Linked DNA regions of Macaca mulatta: region 1 is linked to region 2. The links are chromatin contacts, called in public Hi-C maps. All regions are on one chromosome and are shown on one strand. Each heading gives the region's core, a stretch centred on a gene start, on an enhancer-like site or on the middle of the called end of the contact. The rest is flanking DNA. Distances are from core to core; before and after follow the strand shown.

The links. A called contact is a pair of places that touch in the nucleus more often than the background predicts.
Region 1: a Hi-C map of cortical neurons shows a contact between it and region 2, with 4 times the contacts expected there. The contact joins the promoter of COX20 here to the promoter of EFCAB2 in region 2. A contact is called at or near these places in 4 of 14 Hi-C or Micro-C datasets (blood, cortical neurons, fetal cortex germinal zone and 1 more).

The regions. Positions count from the first base shown.
Region 1 is chr1:4,274,658-4,279,530 of T2T-MMU8v2.0, reverse strand. It overlaps COX20 (cytochrome c oxidase assembly factor COX20), which reads left to right and starts at 3,308. Exons shown (of 4, transcript NM_001257785.1): 1 at 3,308-3,418. The coding sequence starts at 3,377.
Region 2 is chr1:4,136,473-4,141,896 of T2T-MMU8v2.0, reverse strand. EFCAB2 (EF-hand calcium binding domain 2) reads left to right here and starts at 1,569. Exons shown (of 6, transcript XM_077998155.1): 1 at 1,569-1,693.

The DNA.
Region 1 (4,873 bases), core at 2,059-4,558, 140 kb before region 2:
TTTCGCTCTTGTTGCCTAGGCTGGAGTGCAATAGTGCGATCTTGGCTCACCACAACCTCTGACTCCCGGGTTCAAGCGATTCTCCTGCCGCAGCCTCCCAAGTAGCTGGGATTACAGGCGTGTGCCACCACTTCCGGCTAATTTTTGTATTTTTAGTAGAGACAAGGTTTCGCCATGTTGGCCAGGCTGCTCTAGAACTCCTGACCTCAGCTGATCACCCGCCTCGGCCTCCCAAAATGCTAGGATTACAGGCACGAGCCACCGCACCTGGCCTCATGTGATAATATTTAATTACGAAAAAGCCGGGTGCCGGCCGGGCGCGGTGGCTCAGGCCTGTAATCCCAGCACTTTGGGAGGCCGAGACGGGCGGATCACGAGGTCAGGAGATCGAGACCATTCTGGCTAACACGGTGAAACCCCGTCTCTACTAAAAAAATACAAAAAACTAGCCGGGCGCGGTGGCGGCGACTGTAGTCCCAGCTACTCGGGAGGCTGAGGCAGGAGAATGGCGGGAACCCGGGAGGCAGAGCTTGCAGTGAGCCTAGATCGCGCCACTCACTCCAGCCTGGGCGACAGAGCAAGACTCCGCCTCAAAAAAAAAAAAAAGAAAAGAAAAGAAAAAGAAAAAGCCGGGTGCCAAAGCTCATGTCTGTAATCCCAGCACTTTGGGAGGGTGAGGCAGGAGGATCACTTCAGTCCAGAAGTTTGAGACCAGCCTGGGCAACATAGTGAGACACCACCCCCCACCTCCCATCTCTACAAATAATTTTTTTAAGAAGGAAAAAGAAGAGTTTAGAAAGAGAGACATCAAACTGTTATATTTACCTTAAAAAGGAGAGAAAGAACTGAGAGAGATTTTTACTTTCCATTCTATAACTGTTAATTAAAAATGGAAGTATTATGCAATTTTGTGAAAATAAAAATTTTAAAATAGCCCAGGCACAGTGGCTCATGCCTGTAATCCCAGCACTTTGGAAGCCCGAAGCAGGCGTATCACCTGAAGTCAGGAGTTTGAGGCCAGCCTGGCCAACATAGTGAAACCCTTTCTCTACCAAAAATACAAAAATTAGCCGGGTGTGGTGGCGGGCGCCTGTAATCTCAGCTACTTAGGAGACTGAGGCAGGAGAATCACTTGAACCTGGGAGGCAGAGGTTGCAGTGACCTGAGATTGCACCACTGCACTCCAGCCTGGGCGACAAAGTGAGACTCTGTCTCAAAATAAATAAATAAATAAATAATAAAAAATTAAAAAAAATTAAATCGTCCATGTGAAAATACTTTTCAAAGGCAAATAAAACGGACCCCAACAATGTCTACTCTAGCAAATTTTCAAAGTCACAATAAAAATAAAATAGGATGACTCAGTGGTGTTTTACTTGGTACTTTTGCAGTTTTCCTTTTACAACATAATCAACAACCACTTCGAAAGAATTCCCCGCTCCTTCACGGAATATTACTACCTTCAACACTGTTTTTCAGATCTGGAGTTCAAAGCATAGTTAGCATTCGAATTTCAGCGGAGAACCCAGAATTGGCAGGATATCACCAGCAGGGTGACTCTCTTCTTTTTCCCTAGCAAACAGTAGAACAGGACGTAGTTTCTCCCCGCGCCCAGACGGACCTTCGATCTTTCTCCCAGGCTGGACTGCAGTGGCGCGATCTCGGCTCACTGCAACCTCCGCCTTCCGTTTTCAAGCCATTCTACTGCCTCAAGCTCCCGAGTTGCTGGGATTACTGGCGCCCCCCACCACGCCAGGCTAATTTTTGTATTTTTAGCAGAGACGAGGTTTCACCATGTTGATCAGGCTGATCCCGAACTCCTGACCTCGTGATCCTCCCGCCTCGGCCTTCCAAAGTGCTGGGATTACAGGAGTGAGCCTCCGCGTTCCGGCACAGCATGTAGTTTCTAACTACAATTTCAGAAACAAAAACAAAAAACAACCCCAACCCCCCCCCCCACACACACACACACACCTCACTTTAAAAAAATTAACTGTGACACATACACCTCCTACACCGTGTATTTTACTGGGATCTAGAAAGGTATTAAATGGGCATGCAAGTAAGGTCGTTACGGAATAAGAATACGCCCAATGAACAGTGCTTATGAATTCGACATCGTTAACAGTGACCGCTTGCTGTCTGCCAGCGAGCAGCAGAGTTCGAAGCAGCATGACTTTGCACAATGACATACTCTACAAGTCCAGTCTCCCAAGAGTGCCCTTTGAAATACATATAACCTGAACGTGAAATGTAAAAGTACATAAAGGAGGCATAAAGTTAAAGGGGAAAAATTATAAATACTAGAAAAAATTGCTTTGTATTATTTGGATGGCTGAAAAATGGGCTCGACCCTGCACGCACGCGTTCTCGATTTGAGCTCGCCAATATGCAGTATTTTGTTTCACGTTATGGCGCAGTCGTAGGGAAGAGTGAAACGTGGAACACGACTTCACATCAAAAATGCACGTTGCAGAGGCATTTTTCCTCGGGGACGCAGGAAGACTTCGCCCCACGCGCGCCCTCCCCGCGGACACCAACGTCCTGACGCAAGTTCATTAGCGAGCCGCTCCCTCCATTTTGTCCCCCGTCTCCTTTAGGCGAACTGCGCCGTGCTATTTTAAAGCCACTTAGTAATGAAACTATAAAAGGGAGGAAGTGGGGTGGGCGTGGGAGCCCCGTTTGCGCGAGGCAGGCGCTGGGGACTAAATGGCTGCTGGTGCGGAGTGGGGCTGCCCCGGCACCAAAGGCTCGTCCCGTGGCCGGAAGGACAAAGGACACTTAGGGGACGAGGGCCGCCGAGCCAGCGCTGAGCGCCTTCCGGGTCGGTGGGCTGGGGCGGGCTGTGGGCTGCGCCGACCCCCGCAGCGGGGCCCACCCCGCGGGACAAAGCAGCGGCGCCGCGCCCGCTCCCTCCAACGCGGCCCCGCCCCTCGGCGCGCGCCCGGGGCTCGTGCACGTGAGCACGCGCGCCAGAGAAGACGGTTAGAAATGGCGGTTGGGGCGGAGGAGGGGGCTGGGGCGGGAAGCGGAGCTCTCTGGCTCGGTTCCGCCCCCGCCCCGCCAGGAATCCGGGAGCCGGTTTGTTTTCCGAACCCTTCTCCTTCCGTGCTCCCGACCCTGCAGGCTGTGTGCCGGGCTGGGAAGAAAATGTGGCCCGTTCGATGGAACAAAGGACATGACAGCCCAGGCACCAGCCCGTCCCGGTGCGGCCACTGCGGAGTATTAGGAACGTTCCCTAAAATGGCGGCCGGCGCGTGGGGACGGGGCGGGAGGCGGCGGCGCAAGGGGGCGGGACGGGGAGGGGCGCGGCTGGCCAGGCTTCTGCTCCGGCGACCCCGGCGGTGAGGGCGGGTGGAGTCGCGGAGTCGTCCTCATGGCCGCCGCGCCGGAGCCCGGTGAGCCCAAGGAGAGGAAGGTAACCCGGGGGTCGGCGGGGCGCGCGCCGCGGGTGGGCGGTGAGGACGGTCTCCGCGGAGCTCCAAGGCCCGGAGCACGTGCCACTGGCTTCTCTGCCACCCATGGGCTTGAAACTTAACTGTTCCTAGTCCTTATCCCCAGCCCCCAACATTTTAATCTAAGTTGCCGGGACAAAATTGACCAAAACTAGGGGGAGGAGGGGACCAGTAGTACTAATGACTTACTACAGGTCATTATGAAATAAACTAACAATACTGAATCTTTTGGCGAGAAAATTTTGCTGCTAAGGGCACTGCACTGTAATTTGCTAGTAAAGGCTAATAGTAGAGATTAAAGCTCCCTTGAGGACAGGTGCCTTGTCTTTAACACGTTGTATTCATCACTTTTAACACAGGAGTAAGTAATTGATGAGGGATGACTTGATTGTACTACGATGAGATGATGGGTTTTCTTCTCCATCACCAGTAGCCTCCCTAGCTGGTGTCCCTGTACTGTCTCCTGAATCCACCTTCCACTGTTATCCGCTGGCCCCTTCCAGTCTGTAAACTGGACAGTTTTCAGCCCTCTGCCTAACATCCGGTCGTAGCAGCCCATCCCAACTCTTTAAGGATAAAACCCAAATTCTTGGTATAGTAAAGCTAAACCAAGCGCTCTCCCTGGAAGGGCTCCTGTGTTTCACCAAAGCCGACTTAGGTACTTTCCCCGTCTTCCCAGGCATCCTGTACGTCGTTACACTTATCATATTGGAAGGCAATAAATGATCTTGCGTGGGCTCCTTATTAAGAGCAGGGAACCCAATTTCTATTCTCAGGGCAGAACAGGTATTCAGAAAAGGATAATGGAAGAGGAAAAAAGTTTTAATATAAACTATGGAGATCGTAACATTGGCTAATCATGAGCAAGTATTTATAGAAGACCACTGTGTGCTAAACGGCTCCTAATATATACTTTTAAGATATTCTCTCAGCTTGGAAATTGTGCTCACTTCTTGCTCTTGCTTGCTTCTCTGGTGGGCTTCCATCTAAATTTGGCCAAGACATCAGATCATACGGTTAATATTAACACATATTGTATAAATTGTTTTCATACTTAATAGCGAACAGGTTTTGTCAGTTTACGTACTACTGGTGCCTTATCTATTTTTACTCTCCCATACACTGCCCATTTGGAATAAGCTTAGTGGTTTGTTTTTAAAAAAAAAAAAAAAAAAAGATCCTTGCATACACACAGTAAATCCTAGATTCAGTTTTGTGATAAACACTGGAATCCTGAATGGGACTTTTGGTAGGAGACAACTGCTTTTTATAAAGGTCATAAAGGTGGTTTAATCCATGGAAATTAAAAAAAAAAAGGATCAACATTGACCTATTTAATTGGCCCATCAGTAAGTAGCAAAACAATATTGTAGTTGTTGAAATGAAGATAGTTACAAGCTTCAAACTGAGCATCGTCA
Region 2 (5,424 bases), core at 320-2,819:
AAAAAATACAAAAAGCTAGCCGGGCGAGGTGGCGGGCGCCTGTAGTCCCAGCTACTCGGGAGGCTGAGGCAGGAGAATGGCGGGAACCCGGGAGGCGGAGCTTGCAGTGAGCTGAGATCCGGCCACTGAACTCCAGCCTGGGTGACAGAGCGAGACTCCGTCTCAAAAAAAAAAAAAAAAAAAAAAAAAAGAAAGCATTGCAAATCAATGTGGGAGGCTCTATGAGTATGGGGCCATAGAGGAAAAGGCTGAGAGGGAGAGCTTCAATTAGTAGGTGACTTCGAGAAGGTCATCCTGGCCAGGCACGGTGGCTCACACCTGCAATCCCAGAACTTTGGGAGGCCGAGGCAGGCGGCAGATCGCTTGAGCTCAGGAGTTTGAGAGCAGCCTGGGCAACAGGGGGAAACACTGTCTCTACAAAAAATACAAAAACTAGCAGACATGGTGGCGCAAGCCTCTCCTCCCAGCTACTTGGGAGGTTGAGGTGGGAGGGTCACTTGAGACCGGGAGGCGGAAGCTGCTGTGAGCAGAGATCGCACCACTGCACTCCATCCCGGAGGACAGAGCGAGACCCTGTCTCGAAAAACAAAAGACAAAAACAAAAACAAAGACAGTCATCCTGCATGACAACCAGGAGGGGACAAATGTGTGTTTGTGGGAAGCTGAAATGATGGCGGGGGAGAGAGCAGAGAAAGACGCTCCAGAAAAAGGAAACTGTAAACAGCAGACGAAAAAGCATAGTGAATGAATAGCAAGCCTGAGACCAAACTTAGGGTTTCCTACACTTATTTCAAAGCCCTTCATTATCTATATGGAGAGGGGGAGGCTTTAAACACAAATATTTAGATCATATTGACTGAGATGTAGATATAAATGAATGCTAATAATTACTTTTCGTTATTTTGGGGTGTTAAAAATTTACTGTACAAGATTGTATTCGTTTTAAGTATCTTCTAACATGAGCCATTTTGTAATGATTCAGTTGTTTATATTCAATTTCAGGCAGAATGCTGATCACAGCACCAAATGGGTATCTTCTACAGAAAAAGTTATTTTAATAAAAATATAGTCAGGATTTCCTGAGAGATTATAGAAACAGAATAAAAGCATTAAAACTGTTAAGTCATTAAATACGAGTACTTTGTATTTTGAAGGCTCTTAAAATTTAATTTAGTTTATAAATTGCTTTTACATAACATATGCACTGAAATACCATTTAAAATTAGTTTTGAAAATGTGTTCGTTTGAACCACATCGTTAGGTATTTTATTCAAAGCTCTTTATAAAAAGAGCTTTACTATATTCCAGTATAAGTAAACTTGTCCTGAAAATAAGAAAAATTTAACCTCATGCTATGGCTGCAAAGTTTCCGGAAAGCAGGATTTAAAACTTCCATTGTAACTTTAACCAGCGGTCATGTCAAATTTCACAACTAAGAACATTTTAACGCATGTTAACACTGAGCACAACATGGGCACGTTTTTGTTGCTATGAGAACCTTCTATTTTGTATGAGACATTGCAGCCTTGACGACGCAATGTTTGTGCCTATTTTGCGCATGTTTTTCTACAGCTATTCCTCTCCTCTAGTAATAATAGTCGAATGGCTCTGGTTTCCTCTTGCGCCCGGCCCAGTTTTTCCGTTTCAGCTTAGTTGTCATAGGCTGTGCTGCCGCTTTCTCTGGGAAAGGACGGTGAGGACTGGACGGGAGAAACCGGGAGGGCAGGCGCGGCCGTTCTGCAGCAGCCGGGCCGATGGGAAGCGGGAGGAGGAGGTCGGGCCGCGGGCTGGTTCTGTCACCCCCTCGGGAGCCCAGCTCTTCACCTAGCTCTCCGGCGCTTTTCAAAATCTGCAGTTCACAACAAAAATCGAGCAACGCCACGTCGCACAAACAGGACAGGAGGGGCGAGGGTGTGTGCGCGCGCGTGCTGTCCCCAAATGGATGAGAAATAAGGGAAGGGGGGCTGGGGAGCGTGTGATGAAGTAACACTGCTAGGCCCGCGACTAGTCGGGCCCCGGCCTCGGGTCTGCAGGGACAAGGTTGGGGGCCGGGTGGCAGACGCGGCTTCTGGTCTTCCCCCAGCGCGAGGGTCGTGGCGGGAAGCGGGGACGCGGCGCGCGCTCGGAGCCTTCTCCCCGCCCCGCCCCGCCCAAGGGTCTTCCTCCCCCAGAATTCGGAGCGGCCCCTCCTCCAAGCCAGGCTCGCCGCGGGGCGCTGAGCAGGCCGGGACACCGCGGCCGAGGTTATCGTTAGGCATCTCCCAGGCGACCGGCTCCGCAGCAAGATGGCGGACGAGAAAGACAGGGAAGGTAAGGTAGGGGCGACGGGGAGCCGCTGGCCTCGCCGCCCGCCGCGACACCGGGTCGCACGGGGAAGCGCCGGGTGGGGTGGGCCCTCGTCCATCTGGAGTCCCCAGCCGCAGGGAGAGGGTGGCCCGAGGAGGGGGCCATCCCGCAGCAGCAGCAGCCGCCGCCGCCCTGCCCCCGTCCCCGCAGCCAGCCCGGCCTGCCGCTCCGCCCCGCCCCGCCTGTCTCCCCTCCTCCCGCCTTCTTCTCCCTCCTCCCGCCTTCTTCTCCCTCCTCCCGCCGTCTCCTCCCTCCTCCCGCCCTGTTCTCTCTCCCCTCCTCTCGCCCTCCTCCCCCTCTTCCTCTCCTCCCGCCGCGTCCTCCTTCCCCCTCCCTCGGAGGCCGGGCCTCGGCTCCTGCGCGGGCTGCGCCGGAGGCGCCGGCAGGGGGTGCTGATAATGGCGTCGTTGTTCACTGTCGCGGGGAAGTCGTCGCCGCCTCCACACCCTCGCCGGGGGTCTCGGTGCCGCAGGTGCCACGCCCGTAGCGGTCCAGGCTGTGGGCCCCGGGGGGTGGCCTGGGTGAGGAGGAGTTCTGGCCGCCAGAATCTGGCGGGATCCTCTGTGTTGGCGCCGAAACCCCGCCCTGGCGCAGCCTGATGGCGTTCGCGGCCACCATTTTGCCTCCTTAATGAGGACGCAGGAGGACGGTCTGGAGGTCACCGCCGCTGCCTCCGAGCTTCCCGGTGCTCCGAAATGCCTGCCCCGCGGCCGGCTTGCGTCGCGCAACTGGCCTGTTGTCTTGTCTTAAAAAAAAAAAAAAGAAAAAAAAGACACACACCTAAACAGCAGTTTTAATAAAGATGAAAACCAAAATCTGGCGGAGACCTTGGAACCGCTCGCGGTCCCCGGGGGACCACCCAGCCCCGCGCGGTGGCCGCCTGCAGAGGCGGGACTGCGCTTCGAGGCTTAAGGTCGCCAGATCAGAGGCATCGGTGTGTTGCCTGTGCGGAGACGCCAAAAAGTGATTACGTTTATTTGCAAGACCTTTCATGTTGTTTTCAATTCATGGTGTGATTAATGGTAGGATTAAAACCCGATCCTTGGTTACCATGCCCTTAGGTACTCAAAAATAATTGTGTTACCCAAAAATATCCAAAAAGCCATAAAACAGTAAAGGTAAACAAGTAGGAAGTGAAAATATTCCTCCTTTGTTTTCTTTCTGGAGTGCTCAAAACACCCCCTCAAACCATTTTTCTCTGCACAGAACCAAGTGTGGTCAGGTTAACAGCTAATATTTACAAGGGAAGAAACGAATCCTGAGATATTTAGTCACTTGTTCCGGTGATCACAGAAAATCGGCGAAGACACACATGAAACTGTGCCAACGGTCTACCTATTGATAACAAGGATACTGTGATTTTTATATAATATTAATCCGAGAAGCCAGGATTATTTTATAGGTATTACTTTACAAAGGTGCCCTTGCATACAAAGAAAAGGGTGGTTTTAAAACTTTCCCTGAAAAATTGATGGCTTATTTTTATTTACCAAAAAAAAAAAAGAAAAAAAAAAAAAGGAAAACCATTAGGAGATAAACTAGCAGGTAATTATGGATATTTATTTTCTTAAAAAAGGTTAGGTCAGCATGAGAAAAAACGCACTGGAGTATGGTACAAATACAGTATTTATCGGTTTTTAAAATTGAGAGTTTTCCTGATTTTTCAGCTTTTGAACTATTTTTCTATTTAAAATAAATTCAGAGAAACAATTCTCATAGAAGAAATAATCACTGTTAAAAGGTGGATGCCATTCATTCAGAATACATATATCTAATGCCATTATGTAGATAAGGCATTCATTCTACTTAGAACTTTGAAAGATACAAAGATGAAAAAGTCATTGTCTTTGCTTCCAAGAAAGGTGAGATCAGTAAGGGAGATGAGATATATACAAATGGGAGGGAATAGTTAACTGGGCTGAGTAGTCTCGGTGCCAACCACTGTGCTAGGTGTGTATCCTTGTAGTCCGTGGACAGCAGCCTGGACATCACTGGCTGTCCCCGACCTAGTGAATCAGTCTTCATTTTAACATGTCTGTGGGTGATTTGTATGTACATTAAAGTTTGAGAAGGCCGGGCGTGGTGGCACGCCCTGTAGTCCCAGCTACTCGGGAGGCTGAGACAGGAGAATCGCTTGAACTGAGGAGGCGGAGGCTGCAGTGAGCCAAGATCGCGCCACTGCACTCCAGCCTGGCGACAGAGTAAAACTCCGTCTCAAAAAAAAAAAAAAAAAAAAACAAAGTTCCAGAAGCACTCATATGCTATATCTCATTTATTGTTAACAGTTTTATGGATTAACTAGTTGCAGTTTGAAGGGTATTATGAAATAAAGGCATTTTTTCAGGGGATAAACTAAGTAGAGACTCACTTTGGTGATCTTTTAATGGAAATAGTCCATTACTATTTTGATTGCCAGCTACTGTATTTTGAATTTTCAGAAATTACATCTAACCAATTAGAATTGATTAAGTTTTGAGGATTCACTCAACTAAACTCATAAAAGACTGATGTGCAAGCCTGAATGATTTATTAATTTAAATAGGGGTATATACATTGACCCGCAGGCTGATTTTGGTAATGTAATATACTGTTTTATGGGTACTAAGCTTTGGGTAGTGTGAATTTGTATATGATGACCATGGAATCACACAAAAGAAAGGATAATTTTGAAGGATGTGTTCATTACCCTGTAAGTTCCAAAAGGTCTGGGACCATTTCTGATCTGTTAATACTGAGTGTTGTGCAGAGTGCTTGGAACATGGTAGGTAATCAATAAATATTTGTTGAATTCAGAACATTTGAATTAATCGAAGACAGCTTATGTTTTAACCAAAGCATTCCTAGCTATTTCCCCCAAACTTATTCTATACCTGAAAGTACACAAAACTCGTTTTAGGTCTTTTTCCCTCTGCTTTAGCAGTAAGGTACATTCTTCTATTCCATCTGGCTCAACAAAACGTTTTGTTTCACAACGTCATGGTATTCACTAGCATGTCTTTAAGAAACAACTACAAAAAACCTCATTGTAGAAATACACGTATGTTTTAAATAGTTCATCTTTAATATTGAGATTTTTAA